Linked DNA regions of Mus musculus: region 1 is linked to region 2. Evidence: chromatin contacts called from public Hi-C data. All regions are on one chromosome and are shown on one strand. Each heading gives the region's core, a stretch centred on a gene start, on an enhancer-like site or on the middle of the called end of the contact. The rest is flanking DNA. Distances are from core to core; before and after follow the strand shown.

Region 1 (3,154 bases), core at 6-2,505, 38 kb after region 2:
AAAGACTTCCCAGGGAGACTCTCAGAGAGACAACGAACTCAGAATTGAGTGCCCCCACCTGATTCAGGGGCCTCTTCCAAGGAGCTTCGGGATAGGATAGGAGAGTGGAAGACGGGGAAACGGAGGCTGGAACCCAGAGTCTCGTTAAAGAGCTGGGCGCGAGCTCTGGCTTCCTTCCCGCTTCCTGGGCTCCCGTTTTAGAGGAATGTTATTGTTTAAAGAGACCCCATTGAACTATTTCCTGCTCTTTGTCACCTTCCCCTCACTCTCCCGGCAGAGGTTCTCACCGAGAGGCAATAAACCAACTGCTGCCCACACCGCATGGCGAGGCGGGTAGGGAAACGCGCGCAGCATGCGTTCCAACAATCCCCGGCGCAAAGAGACCAGGGACTCCCGGGGCCACATTCGGTGCAGGCGCATCCACCGTCAAAGTCCAGCTTTTATGTGGGACGCGAGGACACCTCCTACTAGGGTCGCTATCTGTTCGTCTATTTCCCTCTCTGGACAGATCCGCATTGAGCTTCCCTCTCCACGCAGGTGAAGGTCGTGGGGGACCTGGATGCCGAGGTGGGAGTTAGTGGCAGTCCATGGGGCGAGGGGACGTGTCCCAAAGCTGCCACACCTGGGGAGGCTGAGGCTTTGGAGAGGTCAAGGAGACCCGGGAGACGCCGATCCGCCGAAGTCCCTCTCAGGTGCGCGCAGCGTGGACACTCCGCGGGGCAAAGTCGCAGGCGCCGGTGTGCGCTTGGACAGCGCGTGGGAGTGGAGAGTTTAGCAGTGGCTCTAGGAGCCAGGGTCCTGGGTGGCTCCAGCCCGGCTTCTCGCCCTCCCTCCCCCAGGGTCCGCCCCGCCGCTTTGATGGAGGTGCAAACATTTGGGGGAGGGCGGGGGTGTCGGGACTGCGCCCGACGCTTTCCTTACAGGAAGCGCGCGCTGGAGCCCATTGTTGGCCCCCAGCCTCCGGGCCCGCCCGGCCAGTCTGATATGGCCGCGCACCGCCAATGGGCAGCTGCTCGGTACTTCAAAGGGTGTCCCGCCCAATCCGCCGCACCCCCCTGCGAGGCCACCTCGGCTGTATTTATGGGGAGGGGACCCATTTTTCTCTTCCCCAGAGACTTACTCTTGTCGCGCCTTGCGGGAGTTCAAGTGGAGCCACGGCTCCCCAGGCCCTCTCCCCCATCCCCGCCCCCTTCCCCCCTCATCCCGATCTCGGTGCTCCTTTGGCGAATGTGCAGGGACCCAGGTGTAATCTTTGGGCTCCGCAGAGTGACCCTTTTTCTTGGAAAAGCGGTGGCGAGAGAAGTGAAGGTGGCTGTTGGGTAGGGAGTCAAGACTCCTGGAAGGTGGAGAGGGTGGCGGGAGGATGAGCTCGCCGGGCACAGAGAGCGCAGGGAAGAGCCTGCAGTACCGAGTGGACCACCTGCTCAGCGCCGTGGAGAGCGAGCTGCAGGCGGGCAGCGAGAAGGGAGACCCCACCGAACGCGAACTGCGAGTGGGCCTGGAGGAGAGCGAGCTGTGGCTGCGCTTCAAGGAGCTAACTAACGAGATGATTGTGACCAAGAACGGCAGGTAGGTGCGTGCTGCAAGCCGGCAGTCTGGGGCCTGGCGAGTGCCCCTCGCCTCGGGGAGAGCATCTTTTCTTCCCAACCGGCCGACTTTGTTTCTTCCCGCTGAGTTAACAGCTCCCCAGAGGATTCCTAAACCTTGGTTTCTCGGGAACTTTCCCCCTGACGAAACCTGAGGAGGAAGGAGGCATTCGAACTCTAGGGTTCCTAGGTGTATACTGGAATGACCAGGTTTGCCTAGGGGGCCGAAACCCTTGGCTAGATTTGTCCCTCTGCTGTCCCGAGAACCCGTGGGCTTAGTGGGGGGAGATGATTTGGTTCCTGAACTGAGAAAGTTCAGGCAAAGATGCTTGCGAGACCGGTTGCCGGGGTCCTCCTCTTTGGCCGGCATCAAACACTTAGTGCAGGCTCCCCCTCTCCAACGGATGGGTCCTCCTGCCGTGCGCTGTCTTTTCCAGGAGGATGTTCCCGGTGCTGAAGGTAAATGTGTCAGGCCTGGACCCCAATGCCATGTACTCTTTCTTGCTGGACTTCGTGACGGCTGACAACCACCGCTGGAAATATGTGAACGGGGAGTGGGTACCTGGGGGCAAACCAGAGCCTCAGGCGCCCAGCTGCGTCTACATCCACCCAGACTCGCCCAATTTTGGGGCCCACTGGATGAAGGCGCCTGTGTCTTTCAGCAAAGTCAAACTCACCAACAAGCTCAATGGAGGGGGACAGGTAAGCCAGTGCAGAAGACAGCCTCTGGGCCCCAGGCCGAAGGGAAGAGCCTGGCTGGGAGCTTAGAAAGACACCACCAGCCTTTGTCAGCCCCACAGAAGCCACCGTGGCCTCCTTCCCCAATTAAATCTTTAGTACTGTTTATATTAAGCTGATGAGGGTTAAGCAGGGCCTGGCAAAGGGAACTGGGAGTTCTCCCTCACCTTGGAAGGGTTGAAGAAGGCCTGCCGCTTGGGAACTGGCTCTGGCCATAGGTGAGCATTGGTTCCGAATCCTCAGTCACTTTAAAGTCAAAAGGGGACACTGGCTACTCTGCACAAATGTGCACATTCCACCCTTCTGAAAAGTCTTTAATTGGGGCCTGTTTCCAAGAAAACTCACTCCAAGTTGCCACCAAGCCAGGCATTTAAAGTTGTTTGTGGCCTTATGCCGGCAGGGTTTAATGGTGTATAGCGTATCTCCCATCCCAGTTCCAGACCATCTGTGGGAAGCAGATGTGTAAAATGGACCCCATGCCCTCCATACTGCTGGCAGTTTCCTGAAGACTTTCTGTGGCTGGATCCATGTTTCTTCCTGAGCAGTTCCTGTGGATGCTGCTGCGGTATTAAGGTAGGCCTGCACGCAGGTCTGCATTCTTGCTCTGTATCTCCTGCAGATCATGTTAAACTCCTTGCATAAGTATGAACCTCGGATTCACATCGTGAGAGTTGGGGGCCCGCAACGCATGATCACCAGCCACTGCTTTCCCGAGACCCAGTTCATAGCTGTGACTGCCTACCAGAATGAGGAGGTGAGGTTTCGGAAGGGAGTCCCCCTACCCTGCCTGTCCTGGGAACTGGGAGATAGAACCACAGTACTGAAGACAG
Region 2 (3,615 bases), core at 832-3,331:
GACCTACTATACCTGTCTTAGCAGCTATAGATTACCTAAATCTCTAGGGGTGGGACTTTGTGAGATTTTCCCCATTCATTTTGGCACATTATATGGTGATGCCATCTTCATGTTGGCATGTCAGCTGGTGATGTCATCACTTGGTGAGGTGACCATATTGTTGAGACTTCATGGGTGCAGCTTCCCTGCCAAATATACAAGACTCAGTCTTGCAGCAGATGTCCCGGCCTGTGGCCCTTCCGCTCTCCCCACCCTGTTGTCCCTGATGCTCCTAAGCTTTAGCTGTAGGACCCATATTAATAGATGTGTCAATTAGGGCTGGTCAGTTGTTATCTGTGTTTTGACCACTTGTGAATTTCTGAAATGGTCTCTACCTGCTACAAAAAGGAGCTTCATCGATGAGATACGTATATTTTCAAATAACTTATTTTTATTTTATGTGCATTGGTGCTTTGCCTGCATGTATGTCTGTGTGAGGGTGTCAGGTCCCCGGAACTGGAGTTGTAGACAGCTGTGAACTACTGTGTGGGTGCTGGGAATTGAACCTGCATCCTCTGGGAGAGCAGTCAGTGCTTTTAACTGCTGAGCCATCTGTCTCTCCAGTCCAAGATATATACTTCTTAATGCTATATTAGTCATTAATCAGTTTTTTAGATTTTTTAAAATTTAGTTTATATGTGCAAGTGTTTTGCCTGCATAGATGTGAGGACACCAGGAACGTACACTGTCACACTGTCTGTAGAGGCCAGAAGACCTGTCAGATCTTCTGGAAATGGATCACAAACACTTGGGAGCCTCTTTTTTTTTTTTTTTTTTTCTTTTCGAGACAGGGTTTCTCTGTGTAGCCCTTGCTGTCTTGGAACTCACTCTGTAGACCAGGCTGGCCTCGAACTCAGAAATCTGCCTGCCTCTGCCTCCCAAGTGCTGGGATTAGAGGTGTGTGCCACCACTGCCTGGCTTGTGAGCCTCCTAATGGGCTCTGAAAACCAAACCCAGGTCCTCTGGTGAAACAGCAGCTGCCTTTAATATCTGAGTCATTTCTCCATCCCATGACCTCTAACCCTTTATCCTCTCATCTTAGCTGGGATGACAGGGCTGTATCACCATATCCAACTTCAACTCAGTAGCTTTCTATGGAATGTTCATCATGGTTATTATTATAACCTCCGAATTTAAATGGGGCTTACTTAAAGGACCATCTGTAATAATTAAAGGGCTTTGGGGAAAGACTCTGGATGATGAACTAGAAATAAGCAGTGTCCTGGGTGTTTGAAGAGCAGAACCCTGGTCCTTGGACACTGTCTTGGTTAATCTGCCCTCTAAGCCTGGGAAGTGGAGAACTTGAAATTTTTAGCAGACTCACATTAGAGGGGAAGAAAAGGATAATGGGACAAGCTGGTCACACATGTCACCATGTACCATGGGTACAGATTGGCCCTGGATCCAAACCCAGCCTACCACTAAACCCATAGGCTGGGCTATGTGCTGTCTCCCCAAACTGGGGGTTACCCAGCGCATGTAGGACACTTCTCATGGACAATGACTGTGAGTTTATGATTCAAACAATGTATTTATTTTACGTGTATGTGAGTACACTGTCTCTGTCTTCAGACACACCAGAAGAGGGCATCAGATTTCATTAGAGATAGTTGTGAGCCACCATGTGGTTGCTGGGACTTAAACTCAGGACCTCTGGAAGAGTAGCCAGTGCTCTTAACCACTGAGCCCCATATTTGTGTATTTTTAAGAATGCATTTTATTGCTTATGTGTATGTGTGTTTGCATGTGCATATGCATGAGGGTGCCTGAGGAGGAGACCAGGAGACGTGTCAGGTCCCCCAGAGCTGGACTCACAGCGAGTTCTGGGAACTAAACTCTGGTCCCTTATAAGAACAGCAAGCTCTCTTAGCCACTGAGCCATCATTTTTCCAGCCTCCAATGTCAAAATGTATGAGTAATTCATTGTCTTTTATGCCTGAGAGGCCTTCCTCAAATTGCTTTCTGCTGTGTGACTCTTCGCCTCCCTGCTGAGGAAAGTCAGGTGAATTTGAAATTAGTTTCCATACTGAGGCTGATGCAGCTCACACCAAACTGTGAGAAAGTGCCCCTCCCCTCCTTTAATCTGGCCTGGCCCACAGGAGGCCAAGCTCCTGTTTGGTCTGAAGGAGCAAGGCACACACATCTGCGATCCACATGGTGACTCAGGAGGCCGCCAGGAGGAGGGGGTGTTCACAGCAAGGTGAGAAAACATAAAGCTGAAATGAGACTCTTTTAAACATGAAAAGGAGAAGAAGTGCCTCTGAAATTAAATCCAAAATGAATTTAAGGTAATGGCCGACATCTTGTCAACAAGCAGGACCATCCAGGGAGAGAACAGGAAGTTGTGGAGGATGGCCCGGAGAAGGAGAGGATAAAACAGGGCCCGCACCAACCTGGCTTGGATCCACCCAAGCATCGAGGGGACACAGCGGTACGTTTTCACAGCGTGTGCACGTGTGCGCGCATGCGGGCTTACGAAGTTATCGAACGCCATGGTGCTCGATGTGACGGGTTTTGATTAGAGGTGTGATTTGGAGATTCGGGTTGGTGTGTCCTGAAGTCGATGCTGAATGAGGTGTAACTGCCAAGACACAGATCTTTTGAATTAGGGTTTCCATGGTGCCTGTAATGTGGGTGCACTTAAGCCTGACTGCGTGGACCAGAAGCAACATCCCACGGGGAAAGCTGTGTCTCCCCTCACCTGCAGAGATACACAGGCAAGATGCCAAAGGAGTTGGTTCAGAAAGCCCAAAAGCAGCCCTCTGTCTCTCTGCCGTGTCTATCCACTGTGGGGACTGTCCACGCCACTGTGGAAAGATGGTACTTCCCGTTTTTTGTTCACCGGGGACCACTGTCACCTCCTTGGTGTTGCTTTGCTGTCACACAGTGTGCTCCCATTGACCTTTGCCAGTTGAGGGGTCAATTTGACCTGTTAAAGGAGATAGCTGGTGTTTTTTGCAGGAAACCGCAGCTTGGGTCAGCTTAGCTGATGATCAAATGCAGACCGCCTCCTGGGGGTGTTCTGTACATACCTGTCCTAGAGCAAGTGGCCCTTTCACAGGAAAGTGGCACAGAGGGCTACTCTTCACACAGGTAGGACTGTAGGCCTAAAGTCCACCAGTCCTATAGGACCTGCTACATGTATGACTGAGTGATATGGATTAGTGACCCTGGGTTATGTTAGAATGTAAATCCTCAGGCCGTCCTCACTTCTGAGCCTGAAACTGTGGGCGTGGGCCAACCTCCAGGGACTTCTGGTGTAAGAACTGAGGCTTGAGACCCCAGCTAGGCTCCAGCTCAGCTCAGACATTACACATCCGCATTGAATTGGGAGCTCTGCTCTGGAGCTGTTAGGACAGATTGCCTGACTTCTTTGTTTTGCACACCAGCCCTGCGTGACACCTCAGGTTTTCCTGTCACCCTTCCCTGGCCTTGCATGGTGAATGGCAAAATACATTCAACTGACTTACTTGTTCACTGGCGGATCTCCCCCTACTCCACCCCACCCCCACCCCGTCCTGGAACCTAGGGTCAATGGGACATACTAGGGAATTAATCAGTTGTCCTTACATTGGG

What was found. Hi-C and Micro-C count contacts between places; a contact is called where the count stands out from the background.
Region 1: a contact with region 2 is called in a Hi-C map of stem cell-derived cardiac mesoderm, with 2.0 times the contacts expected there. The contact joins the promoter of T here to the enhancer-like site in region 2. A contact is called at or near these places in 5 of 39 promoter capture datasets (the HPC-7 cell line, cranial neural crest, epiblast stem cells and 2 more), 6 of 15 datasets of contacts at CTCF or cohesin (embryonic stem cells, large pre-B cells, pro-B cells and 1 more), 61 of 484 Hi-C or Micro-C datasets (the 63-12 cell line, 8-cell embryo, the C10 cell line and 22 more), 11 of 115 datasets of contacts at active chromatin or transcription factors (the 230-238 cell line, the HPC-7 cell line, embryonic stem cells and 1 more) and 3 of 9 other capture datasets (adipose tissue, liver and pancreatic islet).

What each region holds. Positions count from the first base shown.
Region 1 is chr17:8,433,168-8,436,321 of GRCm38.p6, forward strand. It overlaps T (brachyury, T-box transcription factor T), which reads left to right and starts at 1,256. Exons shown (of 8, transcript NM_009309.2): 1 at 1,256-1,569; 2 at 2,024-2,288; 3 at 2,944-3,078. The coding sequence starts at 1,364. LOC115486424 reads left to right here. Exons shown (of 3, transcript XM_030250191.1): 2 at 278-333; 3 at 538-1,361. The coding sequence starts at 322. The coding sequence ends at 1,323. RefSeq lists a promoter at 713-1,371.
Region 2 is chr17:8,394,405-8,398,019 of GRCm38.p6, forward strand. It overlaps T2 (brachyury 2), which reads left to right. Exons shown (of 11, transcript NM_001161832.1): 5 at 2,357-2,470. Among named protein-coding and RNA genes, the nearest start is that of Gm16702, 6.7 kb to the left of the region's middle. Within about 2 kb of position 2,082, at least 25 of the 459 cell types and tissues checked have an H3K27ac peak or open chromatin away from gene starts, as enhancers often do. A contact at or near this core is called in second pharyngeal arch cranial neural crest, stem cell-derived cardiac mesoderm and stem cell-derived primordial germ cell-like cells, where this site is marked.